2 separate regions of the Bombyx mori genome follow, and region 2 is linked to region 1. The links are chromatin contacts, called in public Hi-C maps. All regions are on one chromosome and are shown on one strand. Each heading gives the region's core, a stretch centred on a gene start, on an enhancer-like site or on the middle of the called end of the contact. The rest is flanking DNA. Distances are from core to core; before and after follow the strand shown.

Region 1 (6,591 bases), core at 3,829-6,328:
TTAAGGGTTTTAAATGTTGTTTTCTCATTATACATATAACAGAAAACGCAATTAAGTGTTTAATTATTTATTCATTCTGGAGTACCCAATATTTATATATGTAAATATGTCTTTTTTACTATTGCTAATGAGATGTGCGGATTTACATCGATAGGTATTACCATTTTGTTAGCTTCTGCCGCGAAGTAGCCGCGCATTTTTATAGCATGTAGCATTCATATATGTGGTGGAGTGGATAGCGACATTCACGATTAATGCACTTCCCAACGCTAAACTTCCAATCATCATCAAAAACAATTTTAAAGTACAACTATTACTTTACCAACACATTCCAAAATAACCATTATAAAGGATAAAATTTGCAGATGCAGATTAAAATGAAGAACATGAATCATACAAGAAACACAAAAATATGGCAGGCAATTAAATGACTAAAATTTTACAGGGGGAAAATCGGGACTTGTGGATAAGAATTCCCTTAAATATAATACAAATCGTCTAACAAATTATAAGCTTACAACGAAATACGCAAAGGATTTGGCTTCGAACGTTTGACGTAATATTTCTCGATAACTTGAATCTTAATGAGGAGAATAATACTATGTAATATTTCTCGATAATAATACCTTGAATCTGTATGAGAATAATAATGTCGCTAATGGTGTAGGTAAATCTATATATAATAGGTGAAGCAAAAACTTTGTATCCCTTTTTACGAAAATTGCGCGGACGGAGGAGTATGAAATTTCCCACACTTATAGAGAATATAGAGAAGAAGCGCACAATGTTAATATTTTTTTAAAATAATGCAAAAAGATACATTAAATCAATAAAGAAAACATTACACACACTACATACCATGTATTTGACGCACACACGCATGCATACCATTTATTGTCAAACTTTTATTCTTGACGTCTGTTGTCAAATTGAGAATAGATTAAATATTGTTTGTCTTCGTTAATATTTTTTATAGTGTAGTCTTGGCGAAATTTGTGACTATAAAAGTATAAAATACAATAATAATAGTGTACAAACTTACAATTCCAATTAATTATAGTCGAATTTCGACTACTGCGGGACCTCTAGTACATTTAAATCGGCCCTATTATTCCAAGTCTAAACGACCAGCTTCTGTGAAAGTGTAAAATTAATAATAATCAAAATATTTCAATTACGTTTAGCCATTCATTCCAATCTCACGGTTTATCAATACTTCGCTAACTGAACTTAAACGTTACAGTGATTCGTAACACAAAATACGGAGACTGCTAACTTGTTTCGTTTAACAACGTTTTTTTTCTAATATTATATCGTGTATAGTACGCATTATTTTGTAACAACTGAATTTCCGAACTCTTCCGTGATCGAAGTGCGAGATAAACGCGACATAACCCCGTTATTTAAATTCTTCAACTGTTTGCGTGAAATCTATGAACACTTTATCAATAATAATAAATGGGAGGATGAAGGGGATATAATACAATTTGTTAATTATGAGAAAACGGGCAACAAACTTTTCTTATGTACTTTTTCTTGGTACGTAACTCCTTCATCACTTGCAACTCCTAAAAATAGCCTTAAATCCCGGAACGTTAAAGTCTAAGATGGTTTATAGGCACATAGCACCTTTATTTTCACCTTAGATATGTAAAAATACAAAAATCTTCAAAATGCCACTTAACCCCTTCATCCACTCACGTCTTCAATAGTATTCCTAACATACATTCTAAGGTATCTGTGGTTTACAGGTAGACACTTATTCTTGTAACTTTCGTCTTACTTACTTAACTAAATTCGTCTAACTTGTCCCCTAAACAAAAAGGTACTCTTTACTTCTACCCTCCATATTTCGCGTTTCATTAATATTTGTCAACTACCGACCTTTCATAATATAATTTCGTAGACTTAGGACGTTTATTTGAAATTTTAAAAAACTTCACGTTTTAATGACTCGTTAATTAATCATTCTCTGCAAATTTATTTATTTGCTGTCACTTTTTTTTTATTGCTTTGATGGGTGGACGAGCTCACAGCCCACCTGGTGTTAAGTGGTTACTGGAGCCCATAGACATCCAGAACGTAAATGCGTCACCCACCTTGAGATATAAGTTCTAAGGTCTCAAATATAGTTGCAAAGTATACTTACAAGTATACTTACACCGTCAAAGTGTTTTTAATCGGCTATTCGATTCACGAAAGGGGAATGGCCGGCAGTGTATTCGAAACGAGTCCCGGTGCGATGCAATATTTTGTCTGTAAGTGGGTGTTTGGAGAAAGCAAACTAAGTACATATGATGGCGATAATGAACTCGTGTCGGATGGTTCCCAGAGATTCCGCGCGTGGGACGCACACCCACAGCACGCCACCGCTACACTAACCACAAAAAAATACACATTCCTGATAATAAAAGGATGTTCGAATATTTGATACGGAATTTGAGAGCCCTTTTATTTTTACTGAGAAATGCTAATGAGTTGTTTGAACGAATGAGGATACGAAGGTCGTCTCGTAAATACGTATTATGAAGGTATCCTTTGTGTGAAGTAAAACCATTTGATTATCACCATTAAAAGGCCCCATGCTGGGACTGGAGGCAGAAATACAAGTACATCAAGACACAGTATAATAATAACAAAACACAATCATAATAAGTCAGTCCTAGCTAAGTTAAGTAATATAACAAAATTGAGAAAATAAAATAGAAGAAAAAGAACCTTAAAATAATACTTGTGAATTATCAAAATTTACTAAAATCACTTAGGTCTTTCTTAATATACATATCGTCTAATCGCATTAAACTGTATAATCTCAAAACTTACCTACTAATTTTACAGGAGAGTGTTTTAAAGATTTAACATGTGATATTTTTAATATTAATCATCTTTGCAATATTTATTTTTTATCTTTTACCAGTTACATTATCTGTCTTTTAAAGTAAGATAAAATGATGTATAAATTATGTTAATAGTAGTCAAAATATAGGTAAACTAAAAAAAAAAAACTAAAACTAAACTACTCTCTTTTCTATAGTATTTGAGTCGACTATTATCAAAGCCGGCAATCTGACTTTTGGACAATGATTGGTAAATCAGAAAAACGAATTATTGACTTTGTATTCCATTGGCAGTCACAAAACTCTTCGGAACGACATCTTAGATAAATAACAGGTTAACTATTAACCTTTATTTAATGCAGGTTTTGAACCGTATTCTTTGAAGGAGACGATTATATTCAAATCAATCTGTATTGACATATCAATTTTTTTTTTGTCCAAGTGCACAGATTGCCACCTTTGATAATAGACGACTCATTTATGAGAAAAATACTGGTGATACTAAATGATTCCGCATATTAACTCAATTTCGAATATTTTTGAAAATTGTAGGTACACTTTTAATGCGTAAAGACGATACATCAAAAGATTTCATTAAAAAAGCCAACAAATATACGCAATACATTGTCATAATAATATTATTATCGTAAGCTGGTTGACCTCGGTCTGAGAACGACCTATTTCTGCGTGCTAACAGGTTCCAGAGTAGGGCATAAGAAATTCATTCAATACTTTTTATATACCGACACTCGACAGAAGTTCTACGCCGGCCCGTGTGTGCGTTTGATTCACACAAGCAGAGTCTACCAAAAAAAAACATCTAATACCTAAACACCGTTGAAAGTTTACCGAATCATTTTCGTTATATTGATTTATTCAAAATAATTTATTTGAATTAAAAAAAGAACGAAAATAGAGCTATCTCGGTTTATGGCTTCCGGCTCCATCAGCAGACCATGCCACCGAAGTGAGTAGGTACCTACTTGTTAAGAGAATTTCAATGAAATACGATGGAGCGCATTTCTGGCTTAACACATAATTATACAAGTTTAATTTTTTTCAGACTTTTACATAAAGCGGTAAAGTAATATGTGCTCTAATAAACATTATATCAAAATGACATACAGCTAACAAATATTTGTTTGCCAACATTTTTGTCAAATCCATAAATATATATGTTTCATAAGTATAAATATTTTATAACCATGCTAAAATTTGATCATTGGTTTCTGGATCGACAAATGACGTTGTACGACATGACTAATGTGGTCACTTTGGTGGTCATATGCAAATAATAAAATGGAACGTTCGCGACTAAGCCAAACATAACTGATTTATTGAATACAATATAAGCTCAATCAGAAGGCCGTTGCAAAACTATTTGAACTATAAGTCATTAAGCAACGGCTCATTTAAGGCGCTGCGGCTGTTGTTGCCTGTCAATAATTATTACGGAGAGTAATCCGTGATTGATGAACGCCAACAGTAGCCAGATCGAAGTTTAATTGACGCGGGCCCATTGTAAAGCAGCTCTCTCTAAAGCCGACCGATCGATAATATTATGTTGCGACAGTACACAAATCCCCAGTATTAATTAGATATAACTTTAATTAAATGCACGCGTGATGTAATGAAACTTAACTCGATGGAGAAATGGTTGATTGATAAACGCATGTGGAACGATAAAATAAGTGGGCACTTACTTTCGACATAATTAGGAGTCGTTTCCCTTGGCCTTGCTTACAGACTGTGAAGTTATAAATTTATAAATTAAATTAATCGGTGATAAATTAATGGCGATTTAAAAACTGCTAAAGGCTACTAATATGTTTAACGAAGAATAGGAAATAAATTTCGAAAATGATAAACGAACACCGTTGTTAATAAAACCAGTTTTTCGTCAACAAAAGTACAGTAAGTACATCATTGCTTAAACAGCCACAGTTCTGTTTGAGGTCTAGACGTGGCTGGAATGATCTGAGCTACACTTAGATGACCGGTAGCAAGCGAATCTGTACGTCAATTAGGGAGGTGAGGCGTCGCGGCGTGCGCTCGCGGCGGCGATTGTTTACGAGGCGCACGCGCGGCGCGTGTCCCCCCGCGCCCCGGCGGCAGCTGCTCCGCACAGGTGGCGCGTGTGGGAACTCGACGGCTCTCAGCGTTCCCACGATCGTGCGCCCTCCACTCCCTATATAAGCCCCCGCTCGACCGCCATACTGCATTCCGCGTTCTACGCTCTTCGCAAACGTACGCTCTTACTCACGACACACATACATTCAACATGTCATACGAGATCGCGTATTCGGTCGCGGAAGACGGTCCGCAGCCAGTCTCGCGCACTTATCAATATCGCAAAGTGATGAAACCGATGCTTGAGCGCAAGAGGCGCGCTCGCATCAACCGCTGCCTCGACGAACTCAAGGAGCTGATGGTCAGCGCTCTACAATCTGAAGGAGAGAATGTAGCCAAATTGGAAAAAGCTGATATCTTGGAACTGACCGTTCGCCATCTTCACAAGCTGAGACGCCAGCGTCGCTTGTCACTCAACCCTACCGTGGATGTGGATCGCTTCAGAGCTGGATTTACTCACGCCGCCAACGAAGTTTCCCGCTGTCTGGCTTCAATTCCTGGTGTGGACGTGAGGTTGGGCACTCAACTAATGACCCACCTCGGGCACAGACTGAACGAAATGCAGCGAGCAGCCGCTGGCACTGAAACTCCACCAGCAAGCCCTCCCAGCCCTGCTCTCTCGACTGTTTCTTCATCGTCTGGTTACGTGAGCCCATCTCCTCCGGCGTCACCGATGCCTCTACAGACAGCAACTCCATTGGACTGCAGCATGAACACCTCACTGCCCAAAGCATCGGCTGTGTGGCGGCCCTGGTAGACTACGGTGCCGGATGGAGCCGGCGGACCCGGCTCCGCGGTCACATCTGTTCCAGCACCGCTCGGAGTCGCTCGCGCCCTTATGTCCGCCCACCCTTAAGTTTAGTGTTTCATGTGAAAATATAAATTAGATCTCACAGTCAGCGTAGGTTATAAATCTTAGCTCGTAAGTCCAAACTTGAAAGCTTTAATTAAAAATTTAGTATCTAAGTTAATTTGTGATATTAAAAGAGTAATAGGTAGATAATGTATAAGAAATGTTGTATGTTGTATCGAACCATGATAAGTTCGCATTGTTATATTTTATCGTTAAAAGATTTCACATTTATGTGAACAAAATACATAATAATACGTTAATAAAAATATTATCTTTTACCACATTTACTGCATTTCATTAAACTTCGTCCTCGTAACATCCTGCATTCAAATTATCATTAAACCAATATCATTTACTTATTTATATTTCGATTGAAGGTTTTTGTATAGATAGGTATACAAATTAGTATCGTTTTCGGAAATTTTCAATTGCAGAGCTATTGAAATTTAGACAGGACAATCTGTCGGGTCTAAATATAGCAGCAGGTCAACAATCAACTAAACAAACAAATCACGAGTCAAATCTCGCGAGATAAGCCGTGAAAGAGGTTAAGGGCGCCCGCGAACCTCTGACACTGAAGTCGGCGCCGCGCGTGTGAGTAACTTTCCTGTTTACATCTCGGAGCTATTGACTCGCGCTACTTACATGATATAATCTTTCCACAACTAGACGTACAATTTACTTACTTATCGCGCTACATTTGAATTCTGAATCGCGTAGAAAGCCAAACGTGTTTACAACCGGTAGGCATATCTTTAAACATTAACCGCA
Region 2 (6,790 bases), core at 2,928-5,427, 400 kb before region 1:
GTATATTGAACAGAAATTTAGCTATGGAAAGCTACAAATTAGAGATTGCATTCTTTGAGTTTGAGTTTTATGCGAATACATATTTTATTCGGTAGAATTCAAAATTATCAACGTTGAGTATGTCTGTGTGCTTAGTGCGAGTTTTTTAACGTTCTCGATAGCGTAAAAGTTAACTCAAAGTATGCAGTAGGAACAGCGTCTCTAGCGGCAAACGTAGGCAAACGTTTAAACTTCATACAAATTTCAGTTAACTTTCACGCTATCGAGAACGTTAAAAAACTCACACTAAACACACTGAGATAGGTAGGCAGCGGCTTAACTATGCATGCCCCTTAGCATTACAGATCTTCGTGACCGAACATCAGATAGAACGTATGCTCGTCAGGTAATAAAATAAAGCTGGCTATGTCAATTTAAAAAAAAAAAACATCTAATTTCGTTTTTCAGTTTAAATGGAAGCTAATTTATGATAAACTAGATTCTATACCTATTGTAATTTCATCTGTGTTAAATTGACATATTTGCCAAAGGATATTAATTAAAGTAAAATTTTAAATTCTGCGTGCTTAGATTTTTGTCGAACAATGCTATTTTTCTTTTTGGAAATTGTTAGTCAACGACAGAATACGAAAGTTTCAGCTATTTGATAAGCCATGAAGTACCTATATATAAGATTGTTTGTTTAAAATATATTTAACGTGCATTCGACATTTTAAATATCACGGTTATTGTTTAAGAGGTATTTTTTGGATGTGAGAACATAGACTCACGGTTCATCCGGTAAAGAGGTTCCCATATAAATCACAAAGTTAATACTGTCACCCAACCTGTAACATACGACTAATGTCTCAATGTCTCGGTTCAGACGACACTTTCAAATGAGCAGGTTCACGTCCTTACGGATCCATCAGATCCTATAACTCCTGCATTAGATACCTTCAGCTCTAACACTAGGAGCAGGCTTAGGGATCCCGTACTCGTACTCGTCAAACTCGGCAAAGAGTTCGACGTGCAATCTAACCCATGCATCAGCTCGCTGAGTTTCTCGCCGGATCTTCTCAGCAGGTCGCGATTCCGATTCAGTAGTAGATTCATTCGCAAAGCAGCTACTCTTGAGTTGTTAGGTCTTCTTCGCAGGCGCTCGGGCAGCTGTTAGCAAATCCCACCCCTCTTGGCTGGCCTTTGCTCGCCCGCCTGTCCTGGTGAAAGTGGAAAGACCTTCGGGCCACCAGTAATACTTCAAACATAAAAAAAAAGAGCAGGTTATTGTTGTGTGTGTGTAGCCAAAATTCTACGCCACTCACGCTATTATTCGTCAAAAAATACAAATATAATAATAATTCTTTAATATTTTAATCCGGTACCTTAACACGATGGAAACAGACAAATCATTCACGGCTTCACGATCAAAGACAAAAGGAACAGAGCAGCAAAACACAGCGGCTGTCGGTCGGTACATTAATCATGTTGTACCCAAAATCGGCGACCTTTCGAGATACTTAAATGGAATAAGCAGCTTAAATACATTATGTTTACGCACCACTTACAATAATACTATTGTATTCCATAATTAAAATTACTTTTACGCCTTAATCTCGCGTTTTTTAAATGTCATTATTTTACAGGTGGTAGGACCTCTAGTGAGTCCGCGCGGGTAGGTACTCCACCGAAGCAGTGAAGCAGTAATGCAGTAATGCGTTTCGGTTTGAAGGGTGGGGCAGCCGTTGTAACTATACTGACATCTTAGAACTTATATCTCAAGGTGGGTGGCGTTGTAGATGACTATGGGCCCAAGTAACCACTTAACACCAGGTCGGCTGTGAGCTCGTCCACCCACCTTAAGCAATAAAAAAAAATCGAAGCTTTCCTATACGACAATCGTCCTTTTTTATGTTTGAGGGATTACTGGTGGCCCGGAGGCCTTTCCAGTTTCACCAGGACAGCTGGGTGAGCAAGGGCTCAGCCAGGAGGGGTGGGATTTGCTAAGAGCTACCCGAGTACCTCCAAAGGAGATCTAACAACTCAAGAGCAATTGCTTCACGAATGAATCTAGTATCGGACTCGCGTACCACTGAGAAGATCCGGCGAGAAGCTCAGCGGGCTGAGGTTTAGGTTAGGTTGCACGTCGATCTCTTTGCCGAGTTCGTGTTTGTGAGTTCGGCGGAATGTCATCGATGCACCCAGGGTCTCCCAGGTACCTACTTGACCTTCCTTGGCCCAGGACCACTCTCGTCCGTGAACCACAACAATGTATGTAGTAAAGGTCCTGTTACACGGTAAATACGTTCTCACAAAATCTCAAAACAACTGTGTTATAAGAGAATAGAAGCCAGTACAAAAAGGAGAGTAATTTTTCTGAATAAAACATCTCAACTATGCCCGTATGTATTTTTTATCTATTATAAATAAAAAATAAACAGTAAAATTTCTAAATAATTTTAAACAAATATCGTGTTGTAGAAGGACCGTGTTATATGAGGGTTTTGGGGAAATTTTCTTTTCACGTTAGAGTGAAACCGTGTTTTATACCGGGTTAAACCGGATTACGACCGACAATAAAATAAATCGACAAAACGTAGTTTTAATTTAGTGTATCGCGAAAACTGAAAAAAATGCTAATATTGTATTATATTACAGACAAGTCTGTGTTGTAATTTAGATGTTCAGATAAAACTTTTCATTTACGACGTCAAGGTAAAATCATTTATGTTATACTTGAATACGTATTCAAATTATCACAGATGGCAAGTCGTTAGTTAAGTGGGCAGTGTATGACTTACCCTGCACGTCCAACTACGCTTCTTGGAAAAGAATACCTTGTGAAATAACGGGCTGCGGGTAGGTATAATGACTCAGCATGACTGTATTTTTATTTCGAATTAACCTGTTTAATATACGACTTCTGTATTGAATATGAAGTGTACTGATTGTTTCGTATAAAATATAAAAAGTTAAAAAAAAAAAAATATTCTTATTATTTTAATAAGAATATTACATAACTCGGAAACGGTTACATTAGTACGCTGCTATATAAGGTAGTTTCTTTTCTGTATTAATATATAAAAAAAACACAATGATCGTACAATCCCATTTCCTTAGGCCACGAGGTCAGAGAAAGTTACATGATCCAGATATTACATATACCTGTCTACTGCCTTTTCTGATTACGATCACGAGAAACAAGTTGTATGGATTTATTAAATAACTTTATGATTTAATAAGCATTCCGATTTCAAAATGTTTTTGTAACTATAAAATTATTATGGTTGTCGTATTTATTAATTGGAAAACTCCTTTGCTTCAAAGATATTTAAAGACAGATTTAAATTTACGTTCGAAATCCTTCATAGCACAATATTTGTTTTGCAGATATCTTTATTACAACAGTTACGTAACTCGTGTTGATAAATTAAATTTACAAAAGTGCCGAGATATCCTTTTTTTCTAACGCTAGGGAAAATCCATTTATGGACATCCGGTCGAGAGGCATAATAGAGCGGGTTATGTCGAACTCCAGCAAAGTAATGCGTGGCGAATCTCGATTTTATTTATATTTAAAAAGGCGGAGACGAAATACCTAAGTACCAATTCTTGTTTCTTGCCAACCGTTTTTTTTTCATAGTGTTACCAACGTAAATAATTCTTCAAATCGCGAGTATTCTATTTTTTCAAAACCAGAACAAAGGAGAAAGTGGTACATAAAATGAATCTACTTAGGTCTTGAGGTGTCAATTAATTGTGGTCGAATTTCGATCATAGTGCGCGTCCTTACGTCAAATGGGCAAACTTGATGGTCAATAATGATGACTGAACTCAGGTAGCATTTGAGTAGGCAATTTTCTGAATGATTTTGTTGCATGCACGCATTCAATTTGCGACACGTATATTCAGACCGGCATTGTCCAAGGGCGACATTCGACCTTAAACCGGCAATTGCAACTTACCTAATCAAAACAACGGTATCGTCACACGTTGACCACGTTTTTCTTTAGGAAGACTAGAAAGACGGTTGTGTGTTGTCTCTCGCTCAGTTGGCGGGATACGGATAAGATCCTTACAGCGGGACGCACATTGGGAGTTAGTTTTATTGATGTATGCTCTATAACATAGTGTCTGGCGGGATTCGCGAACAGTCGGCGGGCGAGCGCGCTAGCCGGCGCGCCGCCTCACTTTGACTGAAGCTTACTTGTCTTGTGTTCTTGCGCAGGCGTATTAAAGTACGGAATCGGCTGAAATTCACCCCTGTGCCGTTATAATAAACGTTTGAACTGAACTAGTTTGATCGCTCAATAGCGAGACTTATTCTCAATTCTTTACGGTTCGTTTCAGGTAAACACTTTAAGACGCTTGTGATCTTGAAGCAGACACGATAGCGCGTGCCGCACTGCACACGGTCGTAATTAAATATGTGTTTGACAATAGAAGCTACGGAGGCTGTATTCTGGTGATGTCAATTGCTATAGTCTGATGAAAGTGTTCGCCAGGAAATTGTTTGTCGTGTTGTAATCGAGCCGCTAAGCGATCGCAATTTGCTTCGAGCTCGGATTTATTAGGGTTTAATAATGGAGCGACTCACAATTATTATTCTGACTAAAGTCACGGCTAATACTTGATCTCCTCTTATTCTAGTAGATAATGAACGTGTAAACGCCTTTTCTAAGATCTAAGTTAGTCTGGGGTAACATAATTAAAGAGTCAATAATGTAGGCAATTTTTACTAGTGGTAGGACCTCTTCTGAGTCCGCACGTGTAGGTACCACCCTGCCTATTTCTGCCGTGAAGCAGTAATGCGTTTCGGTTTGAAGGGTGCGGCAGCCGTTGTAACTATACTTGACACCTTAGAACTTATATCTCAAGTGACGGCATTTGCATTGTAAATTAATGTAAATGTTTATGGATTCCGGTATCCACTTAACACCAGGTGGGCTGTGAGCTAAAAGGCGTGAATTAGTTAGAGAGCTTCGAAAAAAATAATGATAGGCTTTGTGTTGTTGTATCGACGACCCATCTGGTAGGAGCTGTTGATAGATGAATGAATGTGTTCACGACCCTCCAAGTGCTGGCGGCTTAAAGAGCCATAGATCAGCCATAGAGCCATAGAGCCATCGTGAATGCTGTTACCCACTGTGGGTATGAGCTCGAAGGCTTAATCGTATTGCAAAACAGCAGTCTCGCTCGGCCGGCTAAGGTACCCATGGCTTAAAAAATCCTGTTTTGGCCTACCTTTTTTATTTTTTTTATTGCAGCTCTCTTACAGCAGCTCTATTCTAAGGTCTCGAAGGTCTATTCTAGCTTCACCCTGAAGTTCCTTATGCCTTATATACATGCTTTAGCAAGAGTAGTGTTTCGTTAAATCTACTACTGGATCATATACCTACATGCCTTAGCAAGAGTAGTGTTTCGTTAAATCTACTACTGGATCCATTGATACATCAATGACTGGATCGGAATTCCGACCCACTCAGAAGATCCGGCGAGAAACTCAATGAGCTGTCTTTTTTTTCCTACATATGCTGATGGTCTTCAGAGACCATATTAGCGTAACCAGTCGAGTAAGTGAGCTCACGGGGCTCAAACCTGACGTTGTTGCTAACACGAACCCTAGCAAGAGCCGTGCTTCGCAGAATCTACCACTGGATCGGAAACGCGACCCACTGAGAAGATCCGGCGAGAAGCTCAGTGGGCTGTGTCTGTGGGTTAATTTACTCGCCGAGCCCTTCGTCGTAAGCGACGCGTTCGGCGAGAACGGTGATCGGTGCTTGAGGTACCTAAAAGCACCGTTAGTGGATCGGGAGGATCCGAAATGACGTGTGGCTGTGTCTATGGGTTAGCGAGCGTGGTAGACTAGAGTCTACCCGTGATAATGCCGTTTGTATACTCTAGCCAATAGTGTCTATAATTAGAGTAATTAGTTAATGTAGGTACCTATAGAATTGCAGTATTGTCTATGACAATAGACATTAGGTGTGGGTCTTTTATTATTGGTTATTATAAGTTGTTTTTGGTTACTTGCGTGAGGTCCGCAGCTATGTGTATGCTGCTATGTACTTCTACCAGCTATATCACGAATCTAGCACTGGTTCTGCTCTTCAGAGCAGAAAAATCTAAATTGGATAGATGATGGTACCTACTCATGCGGGCTTACAATACGTCATATTGCCCGTATCAGTCTACGTTTAACAATGGCTTTTTTAGGCAGTGGCTTAGCTCTTCATGAACTGAACTGAACTTGGCATTGCTGACGTCCATGGGCGACGGTGAACACTCACTATCTGGTGGCCGTATGATCGTCTGCCTACAAGGACATAAAAAAAAAACTACACTAAACTAAAAACTAGAAAAAAACATAGTTTACGTAATATTTATTTTATTATATATGAATGTGATTTTTTTGTTTTATATTTAAGCGCCCTAATATATTTGACAATAACTTATTCAACGGCTTAATTCTGAACGAATAGTTCAAGAGTTCAAGAGCTTTGACCGTTTCTGCAAACAAAGCCGAGAATAGATGAATTATATTTAGATGGGGTTAGATTTAAAATTGACTTTTGAATATAAAACAAAAGACGGAATGAGAGAGTGATTTTTGTTAAGCTTTTATATATCCCATAATGCTGTAAGTTTGGAAACTTAGAACTTATCCGCCAGTATTCATAGCATTGGGTAGTTATTTGTCAAAATAATCACGCATACATTGATTTTTTGATAACATAACCATCTATCTACATTATTCATAAAAAAATTATTGATTAAATAAATTATGCTATATAAGGTTGCAACATCGAAT

What was found. A called contact is a pair of places that touch in the nucleus more often than the background predicts.
Region 2: a contact with region 1 is called in a Hi-C map of whole pupa, with 2.0 times the contacts expected there. The contact joins the promoter of LOC101746018 here to the promoter of E(spl)mbeta in region 1. A contact is called at or near these places in 2 of 7 Hi-C or Micro-C datasets (posterior silk gland and whole pupa).

What each region holds. Positions count from the first base shown.
Region 1 is chr3:10,071,916-10,078,506 of ASM3026992v2, reverse strand. It overlaps E(spl)mbeta (enhancer of split mbeta), which reads left to right and starts at 5,078. Exons shown (of 1, transcript NM_001170995.1): 1 at 5,078-6,102. The coding sequence starts at 5,119. The coding sequence ends at 5,724. All of the region lies in intron 1 of LOC100302603 (enhancer of split mbeta-2), which reads right to left.
Region 2 is chr3:10,469,608-10,476,397 of ASM3026992v2, reverse strand. LOC101746018 (protein split ends) reads right to left here and starts at 4,177. Exons shown (of 8, transcript XM_012695226.4): 1 at 3,945-4,177.